2 separate regions of the Mus musculus genome follow, and region 1 is linked to region 2. A link is a contact called in public Hi-C data. All regions are on one chromosome and are shown on one strand. The core of a region is the stretch at or near the end of the contact, and the rest is flanking DNA. Distances in the headings are between cores, read along the strand shown. Region 1 has its middle 12 kb from the start of Gm39149. Region 2 has its middle 5.9 kb from the start of Gm31898.

Evidence for each region. Hi-C and Micro-C count contacts between places; a contact is called where the count stands out from the background.
Region 1: a Hi-C map of cerebellar granule neurons shows a contact between it and region 2, with 2.8 times the contacts expected there. The contact joins two enhancer-like sites. A contact is called at or near these places in 5 of 484 Hi-C or Micro-C datasets (brain, cerebellar granule neurons, cerebellum and 2 more) and 1 of 115 datasets of contacts at active chromatin or transcription factors (fibro-adipogenic progenitors).

What each region holds. Positions count from the first base shown.
Region 1 is chr8:26,588,054-26,594,929 of GRCm38.p6, forward strand. No RefSeq gene overlaps it. Among named protein-coding and RNA genes, the nearest start is that of Gm39149, 12 kb to the left of the region's middle. Within about 2 kb of position 3,393, at least 6 of the 459 cell types and tissues checked have an H3K27ac peak or open chromatin away from gene starts, as enhancers often do. A contact at or near this core is called in cerebellar granule neurons and cerebellum, where this site is marked.
Region 2 is chr8:26,441,943-26,448,589 of GRCm38.p6, forward strand. No RefSeq gene overlaps it. Among named protein-coding and RNA genes, the nearest start is that of Gm31898, 5.9 kb to the left of the region's middle. Within about 2 kb of position 1,334, at least 7 of the 459 cell types and tissues checked have an H3K27ac peak or open chromatin away from gene starts, as enhancers often do. A contact at or near this core is called in cerebellar granule neurons and cerebellum, where this site is marked.

The sequences.
Region 1 (6,876 bases), core at 2,143-4,642, 150 kb after region 2:
AAGTAGTAGGTATGAAACACTCTCTCTGGTGGAAATTGCTTTTGTAGATCACAGGCACAAAGGTAGGGCCAACGATACAGGGAAAGCCACTTCTGTGTTAAAACCCCTAGAAATTTATGTTTCATTCTACAACACAGAAGTGTTTACAGGACTTGATTCTAGAAGCTGGGAATGTGCCAATATGGCAGCTAAAGATGGTGGAATCCTAGCTAGTACAGAAGATATAGCCGTGGTCTGGGAAGTAAGGATAAAGCTGGTCATGCCAGGAAAATGGCACAATCTCTCCAAGCCACTGATTTTTAATTTATCAAACAGGACTCACAATGATGGTTGCCTGATTTGAGGGGTTGTAGCTCTTAGTGAAGAGCTACATGGATGTTGGCCGCCACCGTTCATATTTCCACAGCAAGTAGGTGGGGCAGGGTTCAGCATCTGATCCTCTGAATTTCCTCTGACCTGGATCTTGGACTCAGAACCTCTTCGAGATGGATTGAGGTCTTCATCATCTTTTCTCCCATCCCTATTATCGGCAAGGATGCTGACAGCCTTCAGCACACTGAAAGGGTGTGCAAGTTTCAATTGTCTATTACCCCAACGGTCTTTAGAGTGCACTCCATCGCTTATTCAATTACTGATCCCGGTGCCTGGTAGATTGATAGTCTTTCCTAAGTACTTAAGAAGTGTTAAATTTAGAAGACCAAATTGTGACTGAGTAGAAAGGAAAAAGCAAGGTGCTCTGAAAACAATGTATCTGTTCGTTGCATACTAACCTCACCATACCCTGCAAGTTCAAAAAGTGCCTCAGGGGACACTGTTCTCCTACTCTGCTCATCTCCTTCCAACAAACAATACAGTGGAAAGATGAAAGATGGGCTGCCTGTCTTCCCAATTTACATCTGTTCATCCCCACTGAGGCTGCTCTCAGGCATGCTGCTCGCTGCACAGAGCCTGAGGACTTGGACAGGAACTGTCTGAGCAGGAGGGGCAGTCTGTCACAAAGTGGCCCACCAGATGGCTTAACCATACTAGTGCCCAAGGCAACCAAGAGTTGGAGCAGCTCCTGGAGTCAAGGGTGACAGGATTGCAGTTTGTGTCCTGTGTAAGGCAGCCAAGCTCTTCAGGGTAGATGAGAGGAATAGAAGGGTGATATACATGTTCTTAGTTTCTCAGGTAACTGCCAACACTTACACGAGGCTTTCAAAGCCCCACAAGGTTCTCTAAATGATGGTCTCACATGCTAGAAATTAGACCAAATTACCTTTGAATTCCAACTCTGCCATTGGCTAGCTATGGTCATGTGATTTTGCTCTTGAAGCCCCACTCAGTTTTGGCATTTATAAAGCAAAACTAGTAATAGTGGACTGGAGAGATGGCTCAGTGATTAAGAGCACTGACTTCTATTCCAGAGGTCCTGAGTTCAAATCCCAAAAACCACATGGTAGCTCACAACCATCCATAATGGGATCCGATGCCCTCTTCTTATATGTCTGAAGACAGCTACCATGTACTCATACACATAAAATAAATAAATAATTCCTTTTAAAAACTAGTAATAGTTATTTTGATGTTAATGTAAGTTATTATCATCTGATATTATCATTTAAATCCAAACAGAAAAGCCAGATATGGTAACTCACTCCTGCAGTCCCAGTTGTTCGGGGCAATTCAGAGAGGCAGAGCTCAAGGTCTTGGCTCTCCTGGGGTATTTGGCAAATTCAGGCTCAGGAAAACTAACAAATTCAGAGAACCTAATCCATAGTGGATCTCAGTAAGGCCTACTGAAGCATGGAGGACTTTATAAGGGACCAGATCCATCCTAACATTTCTTCACTCATTTACCCTCCACAGAAACCAATGAGTAGGTAATTTAAATGATAATAAGCACAAATAATATGTATAGCATGAATACAAACGATCTACAAACATTGCATAAAAGACAAAAAATTAAAGCCTCAGGATGCTAATTGCCTACTTCAGCCCCCTCAGCCAGTAAGTCCTGAGTCTGGATTCCTCTACCATCGTTTTGTCAGAAGCTTCCCTTTGGGCCATAGCAACTGGTAACACAAGTTTCCTGAGAGTATCGAACTCTGTTTAGTCCAATCAGATGATGTGTGGTATACATCCCCACTCTTCTTTTCCCTGGATAAAATGTAAAACATCCCCATATTACGCTGTGATCCAGGCTCAGGAAAGGAAACCCTGAGTGAAGAAAAGGCCAACTATCAGCTTTGAGAAGCTGGCAAGTTTTAGGGAAATGGAGAATCCAGTGAAGCCCACCAATGATTGCAGGTCCGAGGATGGAGAGGAAATCCCATCACTCTGAGCAGCATGGGCTCACTGGCTTACACAGTCTTTGGCCCAGAGTTTTAAGCTAGAGTTAAGTAGAGCTAGAGGCCAACTCAGGTAGGATGGACTGCTATGGACATTTCTCTTGGGTAAAAGTTTGGACCAGTGACCCAAACAAGAAGTATTGCTTCCTTGGGTGAGAGATCAGGGAATTCTCCAATAGCTTGTCCTCACTGGAGTGTAGTGAAGCCAAGAGCAACAACAGCACCCTCTTCTCCTCCTAGTTGTGGATATTATGGGATGACTTGGCCGGCTCTAGTAAACTCTGATCTGTTTCTATTATCTCATGCTTCTCTCTCAGCAGCCTACAGCTTTTGAACAGGAGAAAGTAGGTCTATTCATGACTCTCTCCTAAGAGCTAAGCACTGAGTGTTAGACTGGGCCCCATCATAGAGGCTGGGAGCAGAGTCTGTTGGAAGTGAAGACCAAGGGTCATGAAGCATCAAGCATGAGCCAGAACAAGTGAGATATACAGGGATTTCCTTCTCTGGCAACTTCCGTGTCACTAGCTTTCAAAGCATAGATATTCAGTACTCACAGCCTGATGTCTTTAAGCTCCAATTAAAGGCCTTGTCTCTGGGCTCTGCTGTGTCCTGGAAGAAATGTCACCAGACATCTAGAGAGCCAGGCCTGGCCCCTGCAGGGACCACCCAGTCCTGAAATGCCTTCCTCTTCCAGACAGAGCCAAAGCTGACCTGAGAGCTGAGTGTAGCTGTGGCTGTTGCTTAAAAGCTTTCCCTCATGCAATAACCTCTCATTATATTTTAATGTTGTTGTAACTTTATGGCTTAATCAGTATTTGCAATTTGTTAGTAGCCTGGGCGGCCATAAAATTGTTTTTCAGGTACTGAAACATCCCATCAAGGTTTGTAAAGCAGTGGTTCTTAGTTTATCACATCCATAAAATGCCCTGGCAATTTGACAGATATAATAACTTTTTTTATCAAGTGTCTAATTTGAGAGGAAATTAAGCCATATGTTACATGTGGCTCATGCTGGGCTTGGGAGCTGTTCAGCTGCCCAATCTCCTGGGGATGCCCCTCTCCTCGCCCATCTGTTCCCCTGAGCCAAGGGCCAGAGTCCTTTCTGCCCCGTGTATAAGAGCACTGTCACCTCCACAGACTGTCAGTGTCCTGTGTGGGTGCTGCTGAGGGGATGGCTTTGCACATCTATCTATCCTGAGACCCTCGCAGTAGCTGAGAAATCAGACCCCAGTGGAACAGTCAACCTACTACTTCTGCCTGTGACTCTTCCTGCCAGTGGGTGCCACCTAGGCCCTGCTCCCTAGGGGGCCCATGTAGGGAAGTAGTGAAGATAATTCTCTGCCCTTCACTTAACTCCATCTCCACTCTGCCCATCCATTTAATATCTCCTGCTATCCTCCACATTTTTCCAAGTCACAGGAAGAGAATAATTCTATCATGAAGAATCTCTTCATGATGATATGAGTATTCCCCCCTCCACACACACACACACACACACAATTTTCAAACATTTGTTTCTCTTGTCATGAGGAAATGTTGAGCTGAAGAACAATTGCAGTTGAGGATTATTGTCTTGGTTAGGGTTTTAGTGCTGCAAAGAGACACCGTGATCAAGGCAACTCTTATACATAATTTTTTTTAACTGGGTCTGGCTTATAGTTTCAGAGGTTCAGTCCATTATTATATGGCAGGAAGCAAGGCAGTATCCGGGTGGACACAGTGATGGAGCAGCCAAAAATTCTACATCTTGATCCAAAGGCAGCCAGGTAGGAGGGTCTTTTGCAGACAGCCAGTAGGAAGGTCCATTTCACACCAGGAAGGACTTGAGCATAATATCTCAAACCCCACCCCCACAGTGATGGACTTCTTCTAACAAGGCCACATCTCCTAATAGTGCCACTTCCCATGGGCCAAGCATATTCAAACCAACACAATTGTTATGTGTTTCCATACTTCCCTACTCCATCCAATCTCAAGTTATGGCTGTCCCATAAATGCCCATAACTAACCTCTTATGTCTAGAATTGGGTTAAGCTAATTCCTCCAGCTCAACTATGCACCACGTGAATGCAACTAGTGGAAAGTTGGTCACATTTGGCTTCTCAATAACTAACTTCCTCTCACTGGAACACTAGCCTTGGATAATCATGCTAGAAAATGGGACCTGGAACATTTATAACATCATTGCTACCACATGCTCAACATTTACTAGACAATCAACTACTATCATGTGGCATTCAGCATCTTAAATGTTCAGAGACAACAAGGGTAGGGTCTTTATCTCTCTGAAGAAACTGACCAGAAGAGCAAACTTTAGGACTATGACATTGCCATGAAAGAAGAGAAGAGGACCACACGTCAGACTGACCTGGGCAAGACACAATAGAGTTAACCCTTGGTGCAGGGGACAGATGGTGGGAGGGGCAAAAGTTTTTATATAGGAGGACCTGTCAGTCTTTGTATGGAAAACTCAGAGTAGGAGAAAATAGAACAAATAAAGTTTCAGTAAGCATGAATATGGTTCAAAGCTCTATGAGATACCTTGGCCAAGAGATACCTAGAAAGATGAACAAAGGCCAACCTCATGGTTATCTGGTCCCTGGTTAAGAAGACCAGGGTGCAAATTGTAGGTGACTGTCAAGAAAATGAGAGTTATGAGGTCACAATAGAAGTTTTGGTCTCAGTGACTTCAAAGTAGTAGACTATGATGGACACAGAGAGAACCAAGCTGTAGAGGACACTAGGCACATTTCTGCTGTTTAGAAGTCAATCCATTCCCTGTCCATCTTCCTCTTAGCACCCTGCTATCCCTCTGGAGTGAAACTACAATTTGTTGGTTTTGGAAGGAGAAGGTTGACGTTCTTCTCTGTTGCCGCTCTGCACAGATTCTTGACCTCATCTTTGGAATGCTAGAAACCGGCTCAGGCAAGCAAGAGACAATTTGGTACTTCCTCAGAAGGACTGAATGTGAGAGGACCACTGCATAACACACTATTTCCCAAGAAGGGTGACAACAGTATTTCCAATTGCCACATGCTTTCTAGAACCCTGCCACTTGATATCCTAACACAAGGCCAATAGTAACTGTGCATCGATGCAAAGCCCTTCTCATGGGGACTCTCTGAGTTCTGTCACTAATGGGGCTTATTTATCCTCAGAGCACCTCTGTGAGGCATTTACTGAAAAGGGGTAACCTGACTCACATAAACAATGTCAACATCAACATGAAGCCAGACTACCCTGTAACTCCAAAGCTCTGGATCAGGTGGAATAGAAGTCACCCATTGAAGTATAGGACAAGCATTCATGCTATGGTGGCATGACTCATACTCTCTCTGAATGTCCCTTCAGCTTGCTTGGACCTGTCGATGCTGTGGTGAGTCTGTGGTTATGGGGAATTAAGAAGTAAATCTACCAGACTGAGGTTAGGACATAATAACAGCTCCTTGGCTAGTCAGCCATTTCCTTTTATGCCAACAGGCACCAAATGGCCATTTGGGAAAACCCAGAGACATAGTCCACACATGTAATGGGTTACCAGCCTGGCCAACTCAGCTTTGAAACAGATTCCCACAATGAGCAATTGCAAATCGATAGAAAGAAAATCGCCTTTTGCCAGCCTCACACAGAGCCCCGGGAGAGCCAGGGCAGCATCTGTCATAAAAAGCCTTCTCCTGGCCAGAATGGGCTGGCTCAGAAGCTGCAAGTGAAAACAGAAGTTGAATAAGAGCTGTGTACTGTATTTGTTTAAATTTCATCCAGCAAATGCCTGTGACGCAGGAGACAGGTTTATGGAGAGAGAAATAAAATGCTGACAAATGGCCCTGTAATCAACTGGAACATGCAATAAATCATTAGAATGCCAATAACACTTCCAGGACAAGCTTACAAAGGTCATTACTGTGTCACAATACATCTTCCAGCACCAAACAAAGCAAACAGAACATGTTGGGAATGGGATTATGGGGGAAGCATCTGTCAGTCCTAATTAAGAATTAACTACAGATCGTATCTTGGGAGATGTATAATTTATTTTCCCTCTTCTTCCTCCCAACACACTCACAAGAAAAAAAAGAAAGAAAAATAAATCAATAAAAAATTTAACTCGTTCTAGAGCAGAGAAGATGTCAAACAAGAACACACTGAGCAGAGGCAGATGTGAGCTGAGATCTAGGAGAGTTAAACACGGGGCTAGCAGAGAGGCAAGGGCAGGCAGAGAAGGCTGGAGAGGCAGCCTGGGCTCCCGGAAACTGAGGCTTTCCCAATGCCCAACCCAAGCCATTCAGTGTTACACCGTGAAGAATGGCGGGGTTCTTTAATACTTCAGCAGCTAAGTAAGTTTCACTAGCTGAAAAGAGGCAACCAGAAGGTTAGAAGTTAAAACAAGGTGGCATCAAGTCCTTCTTGTCTGAATGTTCTGCGAAGACTGAGTTTGCCCGCGAGCACTAAACGCTCAATTCAGGGTGACTTAAAGAAGTGTTTATTTTCTCACATAACCGAAGTCAACTGATGGAGGTGCAGGCTCTGTCTGTTCTCAAAATGTCTG
Region 2 (6,647 bases), core at 84-2,583:
AAATTAAATATATTAATGTATTATTTGTTCTTAAAATGTCATGGAATAGATAGTGAGCTGAGCTCTCCTGGCAGACCTTTGAAGCTTAAAGAGTAATGTAATAATAGTACATTAATCCATAGGCCGTTCAGTCATCTCCCCGTGGAGGCCTGGCCTCTGAGCATGCTACAAAATGCCGGATTTGCAGCTCGTGATTGTAGGAGTCCCTTTCCTTAACAATGGGAGGTTTGATAGAGGGGTTCTTACTTAAGCCAAGGAAAGGCACAGGCTCTGTATTATTTTGAAGAGATCCTACTGAGGACTTAAAAAAAAAATAGGCAAAAGCCAACATGGTCCAGGATGCAATTTCAGGGAAATTGGGGAGTGAGCCAGAGAATTTCATTATTTTATTTTATTTATTTATTGTTGTTGTTGTTGGTCTCCTTTGGCTATGTCTACATAGTAAGTGTGATGGGATCCCAGCTTAGTAATTGGGTACCACCCCACCCCAGCAGCAACTGCAGCCAACATAGAGCAAGCGCTGCTTAGGTGGGGCTTTGAAGGGGAGAGGCGCTGTCAGCCCAATGATGTGAGGACATGTGGGAAGGAAGGTACACTGGAGAAAAGACTTACAAGCCCAAGTGCCATTTAACCTGCACCCGCCAAAAGAAGGAAGGAAGGAAGAAAGAAAGGAAAGAAGGAAGGAAGAAAGGAAGGAAGGAAGGAAGGAAGGAAGGAAGGAAGGAAGGAAGAAAGAAAAGGAAATGTCTTCTGAAGTGTCAGTGAATAAATTGTACATATTTTACACCCTACCCCCAAGCCCCCCTCGGCCTACTCTGTGTCTTTTATTTCTAGGTTTCGGTTCAACGGCTGCGATTCTCCACGTCGAGTAGTTGTTGCTGTACCGGGGGACCCTGGAGGCTAATAATGCCAGACATGTTCATCAAGAGATGGCTTTTGGAGACATGCCTATGATTTCAGGAAGACAGAGTTGGTTAGAAGACTTCGAGCCTCAGCCAGTCTTGAAACTTTGGATCTTGCGTGTCCTTGAGGAGTTATCACAAACTGAGGCAGAGTTCCCCAATTCCTTCAGTGGCCAATCATTATTTGTCTCCCCGGAGAAGGCATATAACCTTGGGCCGAGAACAGTTCCCTAGGCAGGCAATTCTCAGCAGCTATGCATCTGCAAGCCTTCAGCAGCCAGTGCTCCCAGCGTCTGGGGACAGATAGACTGTCCCTGAAGAATGGATCTGCCTGGGAGAAGAATCCCAAGCAGTCCCCTGGGGTGTCTCTTCATTTCTCAACCCTTTCCTGAGAAATTAACTTACTGCTATTCTCACCAGTTGTTCTGACCCGCTGCTGCCCTCTGGTGGCTAGTGGTACAACTACCCCAACCAGGAAGGCTCCTTTGATCCCTGAGTGTCAGGGGGTTCATTCCCACACATGCGCCAGGATGCACTGTTCCTAATGCTGAAGAAACTTCTTTTCTTTTCTTTTCTTTTCTTTTCTTTTCTTTTCTTTTCTTTTCTTTTCTTTTCTTTTCTTTTCTTTTCTTTTCTTTTCTTTTCTTTTCCTTTCCTTTCCTTTCCTTTCCTTTCTTTTCTTTTCTTTTCTTTGCCTTGCTCTTCTCTTCTCTTCTCTTCTCTTCTCTTCTCTTCTCTTCTCTTCTCTTCTCTTCTCTTCTCTTCTCTTCTCTTCTCTTCTCTTCTCTTCTCCTCTCTTCTCTCTTCTCTCTTCTCTCTTCTCTCTTCTCTCTTCTCTCTCTTCTCTTCTCTTCTCCTCTCTTTTCTTTTCTCTTCTTTTCTTCTCCATCTTGAAGGTTTTCAGAGTCTTCAGATTTTCAACTAAAACACACTCGAGTCTAGTGAAAGCCTTGCTACTTATCGAGCGTTTCCTTGGTGCGGTCTTGCGAGATCAAGGTCTTTCAGGGAATTGCGTGTGAGGCCTGAGAGTAGAGCGGACTCAAAGGGAGGCTCTCCTCTCTTCTACATGGCCTAGAGCTGGCTAACGTTCAAGGACCTTCCTTGCCTTGAACCATGTGGCCCAAGGGCAAGCGCAAAAGGCTCTCTTCACTGAGTGTGATCTCAGGTCCTAGCGTTGGTATTTACTACTTGTAAGGTGCTGTTTGGATCTCTTGTCTAATGACCAGTGTCTGCACCTGCCGAGTGTTCTAGTACCTACTGACCAACTTGTTCACAAAGCATTGAACTTGGAGGGCCTGCAGAAGCACATGGCAAACTCCTGGCTTTATTCAGGAGTTGATTAGTATTGCATATGAGTTTCAAGGACCACCCAAGTGTCCTCCTTTCAAACCTAAGGCTATTAGTGATTGAGACCTGCAGACCTCAGCCGGCCACACACTGATCTCCGGATGCCTGTAAAGGTATCCAGGAAAAGGGGAATCTTCTCAGAAAGATCACTACATCGTGAAGGGCATGCAGGTACAAAGATAAATGAGTGGAAAGATAGGAACTTCTCTATAGACCTTGGTATACCTTTGTGTGCTCACAAAATGGCTTCCTGCTGTAGAGGCTGGGGGTAGCACCCTGTTCTGCCAGACCTGCCCTGCAAGGTCTTATGCCCTTAGACATAACCTTTCTAACAAGATAGCAAGCCTCACGGTGGAACTGAACCACCACTGTGGAAACACACGAAGAGACTGGTCTCTACAAATCATATGTCCCGAGCGGGTGAAGTCAGTGTGGAGCTACATCCAGGAGACTGGGTACCTGGAAGTCAGTCCAGCCAATGCTGAGAGGCCATGAGAACTTTCTGAAGCCCTTACAGGCACAGTGGGATCACTCCCTTGTCCAGAAAATGGACGTGTGTGTGTGTGTGTTGGGGGGGGGTAATGCTACATTCCCCTTAAGGAGCATACTTGTCAGATATTTTGCAAAGTTGAAAAAGTAACATGTAAGCATATATAAATGTCCCTACCACTCTCCATATGCTACTTGTTTTGCCCAACTTTTAACTGATAGCAATAAATACCATCTTAGGAAAGACTCTGGAAGGGGCAACGTGAAAACTACCACACAAAAATTAACACAGCATAAAAATCAAGTTTCTGAAGTGGTTATAATAGACATATGTTAGATGTGTCTATAATAATGTTTATTATTATAGACATAATATGTAATATTATATTATATAATCACATTATAGACATATATGTCTTTAGTATAGATATTAGAGAAAGAAGGAAAAATTTAAACAAAGGGGAAATAAGAACACGTGTGTGTGTGTGTGTGTGTGTGTGTGTGTGTGTGTGTAGATCATTTTTGTGTGTGACTCAAAAGGCAAGAATAGCTTTGGAGTCAGAATAGCTGAAGACTGCGAGAGCAGAACACCGCCCAGAGAAACAGCTGTCACACACACCGTGGCTTCTAGACAAACTGGGAACTTTCAGATCAGGGCACTTTGTTTAGGAAGAAGCGAAAGCTGAACAATTTACTTTGAAATTATGCTCATAGAGAATGTTTGATCTAGGTTTTTAACTTTGTGTATGAAAGTGGGGGGAAAAACACCCACTTCAGTTGTCAAAAAAACCCTTGGAGCGTAAAATGTATCCTTCCCCAAAGCTCGAGGCTCTGTTTCGGGGAGTTATGAGCAGTCAGTGTCTACAGGCACTGGATGCTTATTTGGGCAAGAGCAAATGCTGATGTTACACTGTGGAGCAGTCCGATCGATCGGCCCCTGTGCTCTCAGAAGTTCCCAACAGACATACCAGCACAGGATTCACACGGTGCTGTGCTGTCCAAGAGAAAACTTACCATCTCTTTGAATTCACAGAAAAGGGAGTCTAGTTCCTTGGCCTTTCTTGTCTCCTGGGACTTGTCTTTCTTTAAGCCATGGGGAAGAGGTGAGGCTGATATCAAACATCAGGGACACATCTGGAGGCAAGGTTCTATCTCAGTCTTTTCTGTCCAACAGAAACCACTGGAAGGAAAAGATCTTCCAGTTCTAGGCCAGTGAGCAAGTTTTGCCTGGAAGGGGGTCTCCCTACTTCTCAGTGACCACTTTCTTGGGGACTAGAAGTGAGAAAGCTGAACTCTGGTGGGTCAAATGGTCACTGCTGTCTTTACTTTTAAAATAGAGCACAAAGCATGAGAGGAAAAATAACAAAGTGTTTTTCTTTTTCTTTTTTTCCCTGTTCAGCTGCCCTTGCTGAACCTGGACCCTGCACAGTAATGGCGACTGCAGAGCCATCTAAACTGAAGGTGCTAATTCAAGGTCAGTGCCAGACAGGCTTGGAAAGAGATACCAAACCAGCCAAGATGGTGGCTCTAGCAGGCAGGCAGGACAGCTCGAAGGTCTACAGGAGCACAGAGGTGGAGCAGGACCCTTCCCTGTGTAACCTCTGCTCGAGGAACCACAAAGGTCACAGGGGAAACTGGCTGAGACTCCTGCCTTCTGTTCCTGTAATGGTATTAGCAATGACTCTTTCTTACTCAATCGCACTCCCAAAGGATTGTCAATAAACTTTTTATGTGCCATAACTGTTACATTAAATAAAGCTGAAAGTATTGAGTAAACCGACTGTAAATCACTTTAGATGCCTTGGAATTACATTAAGTGTGAGAATTATGGATCTTTTGCTGCTTGCAGAAACAGAGAAACGACAGAGCCAGGGGTTTTTATGCTGCCAGCCTTTTGAAGATTTTTTAAATTATTTTTTTATGCTCCACGACAGCCACCTCTTGTAAATGACTTGTTCAGGGGCAAACTAGGAGAAAGGCAGAGAAGAATAGTGTTGGGTGAGAGTGGAAAGGAGAAGGTGCCTTGTAGTGAGGGACACGGTCCAATTTTCTCTCCCTTTTGCATGTGTCTATAGAATCCTTTTTTAAAATATTTTTTCTCATATTTGTACATTTTAAGTAAACGATGAAGGAATGTGTCCAAACACAGATCTGCGCATACTCCCCCTTTGAACTTCCTACAATCTTTTCCATTCTAGTCTCCCCAGCTGTTATTTTCGTGATGGTAAGCTCTTGCTTCAATGATGTGGGTTTTCAACAGTCTTGTGAGGCCTTCACAGGGTCAGGCCTGGATTCTAAACATTGTTGTCAAGGTGCGGAAACTGGAGGAAGTTTGGAGAGAATGTTGATAAAAGCAGAAATGGCTCCGACTGATACTCCCCAGGACCTGTTCTGGTGACAGAACAGGTTTGATTTTGTTTGGGGACTGCAGGGTCAAGGCTGCTGTCCATCCGACTAGTCTGGTTCTTCTGCTGACCCTTCCAGCAGCAAAATCATAACCAGAGGCTGGTGACTCAGAGGACTATTGCCCTAATCATCATTGGAACGGTGGCAGGAACTCAGACTCCACTTCTTTTTAGGAAGAGAAGGGGTAGAAAGAAGTCACGATACTTCCAGGTCAGGGATGGGTGTGGCTGATGAATAATTCATAGGAAGTCATAGAATAACCGGTTTTGGGGGTGAATACTGCAGAATGAAGTCTCCATGTAGCTACCCAAGCCTAACTATTGGAGGTATTAGGATCCAGAGGGTATGTAAGGACCAATTTGCTCTTCCTACCTGATGCCCCAAAACCTCAGTATTGTTTTAAGATCTATATATAGATATATGTTTAAAGAATAAAAATCTCTATTTCAGTCAACCCGAAACATCATATCTGGGCTTCCAGTCTAGCTAAGGAAATGAGTAGGCCCACCTTATGGAACAGAAAACAACATAACCTGGTCCATAGTTTAAAAGAAGACAGGGTGGTGTAAGGATGGAATTTGGAAGAGGGAGACCCAAGAGGGCTGCAGGATTGGAAATGTTGAGGACTTACAAGTTTCTGTTTACTGGGAACGTGGTATCGAATGAAAACCACAAGTGTGAAGAGAGACAGAGAGGAGAAAATAGCCAGGAGGCCCCATCAGCGAGTAGGTTGGGGAGTGCTGTTGAAAACCAGGCAGTTCCATAGCCTTATGGAACCAGAGTTTCTGCATAACGATGATGAGAAAACTAGAGTCTGTGTGAAGGTGTTTGGGAATTTTGTCTCTAGCGCCAGCACCTGGAGTTGCATCCGGGGACCTAGAGATGTGTGACCTGAGTGAGTCACAGCCCTCAGTGACATTAGAACTAGAAGGTGCACGCCCTATTGCCCCTCCTTCTGCCGGAAGCTGCACAGTAGAATCACTTCCTGTCACAGAGACTCAATTGTATGGAAGCTCAGGGTTGGAAACTCCCAAGTCTGGGGTTTGACTTTGACCTTGACCTTGACCCTTTCTGCTTCTATGACATTGAACAGCTTCTTTACCTCTCATGGTCTCGGGAGGTGACATAGGTAGGTGGAGGTGGATAGTTTGAGAGTCACCCCTAATTGTTTTGAGGGTGTGGCTTTTTCTGTATTGCTTTTCCCTGTCTAGACAGCGGGTCAGATGAAAGCCTTCAGAACCTGCTTCCTTGGCTGTGAACAAAGGCCATACAGGAGTCTCCTGGCCGACACATCCTGATGGGATCAGAGAAACACTCTCCAGCCAGCTTTCTCCACTGCTTAAAAACCAGGCCATGGGTTAAGCCTTGAGTCCCACATCTGTGTAATGATGAAGCAAATGCATGGCTATGTGTGTGTGTGTAATGTGTGTAGTGTGTGTGTGTGTATTCATATGCATATAAAGATAGGTTGATGCCAGTAGTCTTTCTCATTCCTATCCACTT